3 separate regions of the Mus musculus genome follow, and regions 1 and 3 are each linked to region 2. Evidence: chromatin contacts called from public ChIA-PET and HiChIP or PLAC-seq data. All regions are on one chromosome and are shown on one strand. Each heading gives the region's core, a stretch centred on a gene start, on an enhancer-like site or on the middle of the called end of the contact. The rest is flanking DNA. Distances are from core to core; before and after follow the strand shown.

Evidence for each region. ChIA-PET counts read pairs in DNA pulled down with a chosen protein or histone mark. HiChIP or PLAC-seq counts read pairs in DNA pulled down with a chosen protein or histone mark.
Region 1: a contact with region 2 is called in an H3K4me3 HiChIP or PLAC-seq map of the SCID.adh cell line, with 2.4 times the contacts expected there. The contact joins two enhancer-like sites. A contact is called at or near these places in 2 of 484 Hi-C or Micro-C datasets (CD4 T cells and group 2 innate lymphoid cells), 3 of 115 datasets of contacts at active chromatin or transcription factors (the SCID.adh cell line, embryonic stem cells and memory CD8 T cells) and 2 of 9 other capture datasets (embryonic stem cells and liver).
Region 3: a contact with region 2 is called in an RNA polymerase II ChIA-PET map of memory CD8 T cells, with 41 read pairs. The contact joins two enhancer-like sites. A contact is called at or near these places in 2 of 484 Hi-C or Micro-C datasets (CD4 T cells and nephron progenitors), 4 of 115 datasets of contacts at active chromatin or transcription factors (the 230-238 cell line, bone marrow-derived macrophages, large pre-B cells and 1 more) and 1 of 9 other capture datasets (embryonic stem cells).

What each region holds. Positions count from the first base shown.
Region 1 is chr6:67,346,956-67,349,655 of GRCm38.p6, reverse strand. The region is part of intron 7 of Il12rb2 (interleukin 12 receptor, beta 2); the gene reads left to right. Among named protein-coding and RNA genes, the nearest start is that of Il12rb2, 28 kb to the left of the region's middle. Within about 2 kb of position 1,370, at least 37 of the 459 cell types and tissues checked have an H3K27ac peak or open chromatin away from gene starts, as enhancers often do. A contact at or near this core is called in the SCID.adh cell line, where this site is marked.
Region 2 is chr6:67,182,623-67,185,322 of GRCm38.p6, reverse strand. The region is part of intron 1 of Gm38825 (a long non-coding RNA gene); the gene reads left to right. Among named protein-coding and RNA genes, the nearest start is that of Gm38825, 2.7 kb to the left of the region's middle. Within about 2 kb of position 1,407, at least 53 of the 459 cell types and tissues checked have an H3K27ac peak or open chromatin away from gene starts, as enhancers often do. A contact at or near this core is called in the SCID.adh cell line and memory CD8 T cells, where this site is marked.
Region 3 is chr6:67,414,140-67,416,839 of GRCm38.p6, reverse strand. It overlaps the pseudogene Gm4761. Among named protein-coding and RNA genes, the nearest start is that of Il12rb2, 39 kb to the right of the region's middle. Within about 2 kb of position 1,374, at least 35 of the 459 cell types and tissues checked have an H3K27ac peak or open chromatin away from gene starts, as enhancers often do. A contact at or near this core is called in memory CD8 T cells, where this site is marked.

The DNA of each region.
Region 1 (2,700 bases), core at 121-2,620, 160 kb before region 2:
AATACTTTGTGTAAATTACAAAGAAATTCGGGTATATAATCAACTGCTTATTACTATCTGTAGCTTTGTTTTGTGAGACAAATTCTTACTATGTAGCCCTGGCTGACTTGGAACTTGGCTGACTATGTAGACTTTGGTGGCCTTGAACTCAAAATGATCTGCCTGCTTCTGCTCCCCACACGTTGTGATCAAAAATGTCCACCCCTGTGCACAGCTGGAATTTTTATAATATTGTGAACACCTAAGTCGTTATTTGCAAAGGTGGAGTGTGCATATGTAAGAAGCAGCCTTGTGGTTGACCTGTACTCCTTGAGCTTCTAATAGTAGGGGGAGGGTGAGATGTTGGTTTTGTTGGTTTTGTTTGTTTTGAGTCAGGGTCTTACTAGTAGTTCTGGCTAGCCTGGAACTAAATATGTAGGCCAGGCTGGTCTTAGACTCAGAGACCACCCTTCAGCCTCTGACTTCCCAGTGCTGGGATTAAATAAAGGCTTGAGCCACCACACCCAGCCTCTTAAAAGTTCTTTCATAACTGATGACACTTGACAGTAATGGGCTGGTGGCATCCAAGGCCCCAAAGAGACCTGATACCTACTAGGAGACTATTATACCCAATACAGAGTTTCAACAATAAACTTCTTGTCTTCTAATAACTGTATTTCTCCATGTAAGAAAATATTTAAAATGGATTTATCTACCATGTGGATGAATGCCTCTTTTTCTGACCTACATGATCCCTCTGTTGCACAGAGATTTTCTTTGCACTATTTAATGTAGTTGAAGTAATTTTTTATGTTGTTTTTTTCAAGACAGGGTTTCTCTGTATGTCTGTTTCCCTGGCTGTCTAGAATTCACTCTATTCACCAGGCTGGCCTCGAACTCAGAGGTACGTCTGCCTCTGCCTCCTAAATGCTGGGATTAAAGGCAAGGACCACCATGCCCAGTGTAAAGTAATATTCTCTTAAAATACCTCATGGACTAGATTTTGTTTGCAAAATGCTGGTAAGAGTTTTCAAATGAGTCATATTTGATATTCAAATCCAAAATAGTAAATAGGTCTAGATAAGCTACATAATTTCATCCCATGGGGCTGAGCTACAAGCTACAGAAACTTGGGGTTTATGAATCCTTGTCATTTTACACTGATTAATGACTAACTTAGATGTGCCCAAAAAGGATTTTCTTTTCTTATTTTCTTAGCATTTATCCGACAATTTAAAACCTCTCCAAGGCAAACTAGTAACTCTAATAAGCTGTAAACAAGCCACCAGTCACTGTGGGGCTGGTGTGCTCAGAGCAGAACAAGCACTCAGAGAGCTGAAACATGGCCCAGCTCGCCCCGCTTGCTTCCTTTCAATGCCTGCATCTTGCTTTTCCAGTTTGATCTTTCTGTGGGCTGTCTTATACTCTGCTCTTACTTTAAGCTGTGTGGTTTACACCCCTTACCACTCTTCTGTCATCAGTTTCCCTTTGAAACACCAACTGATGCAAACCCAAACGTGTGAAATTTTTTTTCTAACACTTCTTCCTTTTAACCCTTTTAAGTGTCTAGTCACACGTAAGGCACTTTACTCTCCGAAACTGTGAATGATTTATGGCTCTTTTTCTGTAGCCTCAGCTTCTAAAAACTGGAAGGAGCATGATATCCCCTGTGGCCCAGGCATGGCTATGTGTCATCCCACCTTCATGAAGGCTGTCTTTGCTCCATGTGTGCCCCTTCCTTTGCTGGTAAATTTGACTCCAGTCATGGTCTTCCAGAGAAATGACCACTAAGGGAGGGGAGAAGAAAGGAAACCAGGTCAATTTCTGTGCCATAAATCAGAGAAACAGTCCATAACTCATCATCCATCCAAAGCAGTCTCGACTCTAGGAGCGAAGCTATATTTTCTTTCTAGTAAGAGAAAACTCATGAATTTGAACTCAGAAGTATCTAGATCTATGTGTGTTCACCACTCACAACACCTATCAGGAGGCTCCACTATGATGAGTAGGCCTTCTTCTGTATACGTGGCTCTCTGCTCACCATACATTAATTTGGGAAGTTAACTCAGGAAGCATGGAATGCTTATCTTCAGGCCAGAGTGTCAAAGAAGTGCTTCATTTCATGGTGACAATGCAGGTGAATAAAAGATGTCCAAGAGAGAGATTCAGAGGTCCATTAAAGCCGCACTTCCTCACGTCGAAAAGCTAGGAAATTCATTAATTCATTAATTCATTTCATTCATCCATTCATATGTTATACTATCATATGTTATACTATTATCATATACTAACTAACTATTATCACCATTAAGATGGATGTGAACAATCAAAGTGTAGAGTTATTCTAACATCTCAGACCTTTCATCACAGTGAAGCTTGGGAGTTTGCAAACAGTGTATCTGCAGATACAGAGAGCTAATACTTGTAGCTTTGTATATTGTATAGTCTCTGCAATTAGTAAAAGTTGTTACTAATGTTTCTGAGCAGTCACTGGCATCAGCCAAAGACGTGGCTGCATTCCAAGAAAAATCCATTATGAATATCAACATTTGGATATTACAAATTTCCAATGTGTAACTAAAAATTATATTTCTCATTTTATAACCTTTTTAAAATGCAAAGCTATTATTATTGTTTGCTATTGTACAACAGGCTTGATTTGGCTCACAAATCATGACTGTCAACCCCTAGAATAAGCTCAAAGATTGTTATGCTTCTATC
Region 2 (2,700 bases), core at 158-2,657:
TCGTCTTTCAGCAGGAGTTTCTGGGATGGAACTCGGGCTTATGCAGCAAGGGAGTTTATCTGCTGAGCCATTTCACTGACCCAGCTTCCTTGATGACAAACATTCTTGCAGGGCTGAGATGCTATCCCAAAGTTTTAATTAGCATTTCTCTGATGTTGAATATTTAAAAAGAATTCTTAGTGGCTATTGGTGCTTTTTCCTTTTGAGAACAGTAAATTCATCTCAATAAACCTATTTGTTGATTGGCTGCTTCGCTTGTGTTGCTATTGAATTTTTGTAGCTCTTTATACATTTTAGCCATTAGTACCCTATCCAAAGCAGAGTTGGCAACTGTATTGTCCCATTCTGTGGGCTGTTTGCTTACTTTGCTGATAGTTTCCTTTGTTGTGGAGAAACTTTTTAACTTCATGCAACGCTATGTGTTACTGTTTCCTGTGTTACTGGAGACCTGTTCAAACCCCTTATCTTGATGTGTGATCTCCATGTTTTCCTCTAGCGGTTTCAATGCTTCAGGTTTTGAACCAAGGTCTTAGATTTCCTTGGAAGTGATCTTTGTACATGGTGAGAGCATAGGTCTAATTTCATTCTTCTGTTAGTAGAGGTCTAGCCTTGTCAGTAACATTTGTTGAATAAGCTCTTTTTCCTCCTTTGTATGTTTTTGATGACTGTCAAAAATTAGGTGGCTTTAGCTGTGTGGTTTTACTCCTGTATGGGTCCTCTACTGTGTTTAGTTGATCTGTGTGTCTTTTTCTGTGCCAGGACCAGGTTCTCTTTGTTACTGTTAAACTGTATCATAGTTTGAATTCAAGTGTGATACCTGCAGCTTTGTTCTTTCTCTTTAAGATTTCTCTAGCCCAGCGGTGGTGGTGCACGTCTTTAATCCCAGTACTTGGGAGGCAGAGGCAGGCAGATTTCTGAGTTCGAGGCCAGCCTGGTCTACAAAGTGAGTTCCAGAACAGCTACACAGAGAAACCCCGTCTCGAAAAAAACCAAAAACAAAAAACAAAAAAAAAAAAAAAAAAAAAAAGATTGCTTTATCTATATATGATCCTTTGTGTTTCCACAAAAAATACTTGGAATTGCTTTTTTTCGAGCTCTGCAAAGACTGCATTGGACTATCTTTAAAGGAAATGGTATCATCTCTGTAGCTTACTTTTGCTAAGGTAGTTGTTTCCACGATGCTCATTATGTTGTGGCAGATGTGTAGGAACTCACTGATGATGAGGATGGCTGGAAAGTAACGAGTTAAGGATGCAACAAGGAAAGTAGTTCCGTCACCCGACATGCGTTTTCTCCGTAATACAAAACCTAACAGTGTTCTTTCTGATGCTCTGGAGACTGATCTTCTCATACGTATGTCTTGGCGCTAACCGTCCTTCCTCCTGCCATACCAAGCAAAGCTTTGCCTTATTTCATAAGAGCTTTGCTCTGAGCGTGAGCAGGGCAGGCAATGCTTTCTGAGAGGCTGCAGTGTCTGTCAATTCGACGGAAACGGGAGGAGGGAAGGTTCTACTGTGTGTCCTGCCTTTGTGCTGAGATGTGCCCAGGCGTCTCCCACACTCCTCCAGGGGGAGGCAGGGCAAAGTCCCAAATAGGGAGTCCACAGTGCTTCCTGGTCTCCTCTTTGAGTACCCTGGGTGCTGCCCGTGTTCCTCCTGGGGAGAGAGTCAGGAAGCAGGAGGTGGGGTCTGAGGTCTATATTTCCTGTCAGGGCATCTAAGAGCCTGGCAGGAAGGGGAAGGTGGCCTGGGACAAACAGGAGAGCCAAGCACCAGAAGGTCTAGAGGAGAGAAAGCCTTCCTCTGGAGTTTTAGGTGTACCTCTTTAGTAACTGAAGGCCTTTCCACAATGATCCTTAAGGAAGCAGCTCTCTGGGATGAGCCTTGCTTGTTCATATTGCTTCATTTGGGGTGGATATAAATACATACGCTTTATTCAGGGCAAACCAGTGATTCTGTCATGGCCTTAGTAGGGACAGAATGACAGGGTTCCTGCCCTTGGGACAGGACCAGCATGCGTGGGCCTCCGTGAGTGTCAATGTCTGCTGTGGGCACAGAGTTTGTTTGTATAATAATGTACATATTTTCACATTCCTCTGAGGAATGTCCTCCCTGTTAACATTAATGACCCCGTGATAATCAGAGACAGCGTTTGTCTGGGAAGCATAGATATGGCTAATGTCTCAGCAAAATGGCAAATTCTGGAATCTTCAGGATAGTCCTTAAAAAGAGCTCTAAAAACATGGGTCAAAAATATACAATTTCGGGCTGGTGAGATGGCTCAGTGGGTAAGAGCACCCGACTGCTCTTCTGAAGGTCCAGAGTTCAAATCCCAGCAACCACATGGTGGCTCACAACCATCTGTAACAAGATCTGACGCCCTCTTCTGGAGTGTCTGAGGACAGCTACAGTGTACTTACATATAATAAATAAATAAATCTTAAAAAAAAATATACAATTTCTCAACTATGCAAAATATAAGGATGAAATACAAATTATGAGGGGCTTCAGGAATCTAAAGGAACAGAAGCAGCTGTGCTGTGAGCCACTTGACAGAAAGACACTAAGGACAGAGATAAAGAGATTTAGGGAGTGGTAATCACAGGAGATTCCCACCCAGCTAAGTTTCATTTGTCTAAGGCAGGCAGATTGCTGAGTCCAGGGTCCGCCTGGGACAGTACGTGGTTTGATCCAGGTGTGG
Region 3 (2,700 bases), core at 125-2,624, 230 kb before region 2:
GTGTGCACTTTATTTAGAGTAGAATGTTTGTAACCAGGGTGGCTCTCAGGCAGCATGGGTTTCTGGGTTGCACTCCCAGCACACTCCCAGCTTCCTCTTTTCTTATATTTTCAATCATCCTTTTTTAAAATAGAGGGACTGCCCATGACTATGGAATAGCGCAGAGGTTTTGAAAGATGTACTTTAGTGGTTTATCCTCTTTATCAAACACAATCAGTTGCAAAATTCCAAAATGTAAAGGCGAGGAAAACAAACTTCCTTCTGAGAACACACTGGAGAGCACGTTTGGGCCTCCCTTTCCCCAACTCTTAGTTACATCTGCTTCTGACGCAGCATGGAGAAGCAGACTGGGCACCTCTCTTCCACTCTGTAGACTGAGCTTGGCCTAGAGAAGCCTGAACCGCCGGACTAAATAGAGGTTTTACCTAACGTCAAGTGGACCGGTCCAAAAGATTATCTAGAGTATACCCCCACGTTTCTCTGTGACATGATGACTGAGCAAAGCGGGGCTTCTCCCTCAGACAGCTGGCATGGGGCAGATTGGATGCAGAGAGGACCTCACTGCTCCCCAGTTACTCTGTGGTTAGTCTGGCTTTGTTCATGTTTGGGCTCTTTCTGAGATCAGTGAAAATAAAATATTGTATTTTGAACATAATTAGATTTTATAAACCCAGAGGTTATGAAGTCCTGCTGAGGCTTCTCTCTGTGTGAGGTAATTATGCCAGTTGCAGAGAAATGTGCTTTAAAGGCAACTGTTGCCCACTTGGCAGACACTATTGACTTAACATATAAGAGCTGATTAAAAATAAACCATCGCTCTCTCTGAGGAAAAAGCATGATGCTAATATAAAGTAATTAGACTCGGATTCATGACTAGATTGTACAACTTCTGTGAATACCACAGTTAGGGCAAAATTACAGAGAGCTACCAGAGGCTGGACAGAGGGATACTATGTATCTTTCTCACTGCCAAGGTTAACCATTAAATCCCAATTAATGTTTCACGTTAGGGCCCTTTTAGCCATTTTACTAATTTCATAGTCATCCTAGCTCAAGATAGTGACTCTCCACCTTGCATGTGTAGATTTCCCATCATGGCTCTGAAGAAACATTCCATTCACCCTTACGCTCAAAAATACAGGCTAGTGTCTGTTTCTGTGATTTGCCTTTAGTAAATGTTAGGAATGTGATCTTAAATGAGCCATTTTTGCTCTGAGCAGTAAGAAGATTCCTGATGAGCTGTATAACAGAAAAAGGAAAAGGTAAGCAAAACAACACAAAGCTAAGAAACCATAAGTACTGACTGTGACCATAAAGACAAATCTAAAATTAGCAGCTTTCTCTCAGAGCACAGGAAGGAAATCATGAGTAGTCCAACACCAGGGCCTGCGTGCGAGGTGTGGCAGTCGATGAGTCTTCTCTTTCACTTTTCACATCCTGCCTGAAGACATGTTTCTTCCAACTTTTTCATTTTCATTAGTATATATTAGCTGTACTTATACCCGATGGGTTGCAGCGCTGCCTTTTCATAGATGTATATAATGTAGTCTGATCAGATCCACCCCCTGTCATCATCTCTTATCCACCTGCCACTCCGGCTGCCTCTTTTCCTCATCCCTGCTGGTCCCCATCTACTTTCATGTCTTTTATCATGTAATAAGTTTCATTAGAGTTCCTCAAAGGAGCATGAGTATTTTGAATACAGGAGCATCAGCAACTTACCAATGGCTACCCTACTTAAGAAAATGCCTTCTGCCACCCGGATGTGTGCTGTTCTCGTGAGAGTTGTCCCTCTTTCTAAGCCAGGCACTCCGTGAGGACGAAGCCATGTTCACCTCGAGAGACAAGATTGTGAAGCTCAATGGCAAGACGCTGGATGAGTTCGACTCTGGAATCTCTCAGGCGCAGCTCGAGCTGGAGATGAACTCCGATCTCAAGGCGCAGCTGCAGGAACTCACCATCACCGCAGCCAAGGAAATTGAAGTTGGTGGTGGTCGGAAATCTATCGTAATTTTTGTACCAGTTCCTCCCCTTAAATCTTTCCAGAAAATCCAAGTCCGGCTAGTTCGTGAATTGGAGAAAATGTTCAGTGAGAAGCATGCAGTCTTCATTGCTCAGAGGAGGATTCTGCCCAAGCCAACCCGGAAAAGCCGTACGAAAAATAAGCAAAAGCGCCCCAGAAGCTGCAAACTGACAGCAGTGCACGACGCCATCCTTGAGGACTTAGTCTTTTCAAGTGAAAGTGTGGGTAAGAGGATCCGTGTGAAACCGGATGGCAACCAGCTCATAAAAGTTCACTTAGACAAAGTACAGCAGAGCAACATGGAACACAAGGTCGAAACTTTTTCTGGTGTGTACAAGAAGCTCGCAGGCAAGAATGTTAATTTTGAATTCCCAGAGTTTCAGTTGTTAAGAAAAAGACTGAATAAAGTGTCATTCATGGTAAAAATAATAATTAATAATAATAATAATAATAATAATAATAATAATAAATAAATGCCAACTTTCCCCAACGATCATGAATTTTACATATATATCTTCGGGGAGGGTGAGGCCTCATGAGCTCCCTCAACTCAATATCAAAATGGTCTGCCTAAGAACTTTACTATAAAAGGTAAAAAGGGAAGTATAGCAGTAAATTGTGAAGTAAAGGTTTTATTTTAGAGCTATACCGTTATCATAAAAAATGCACCTCAAGCA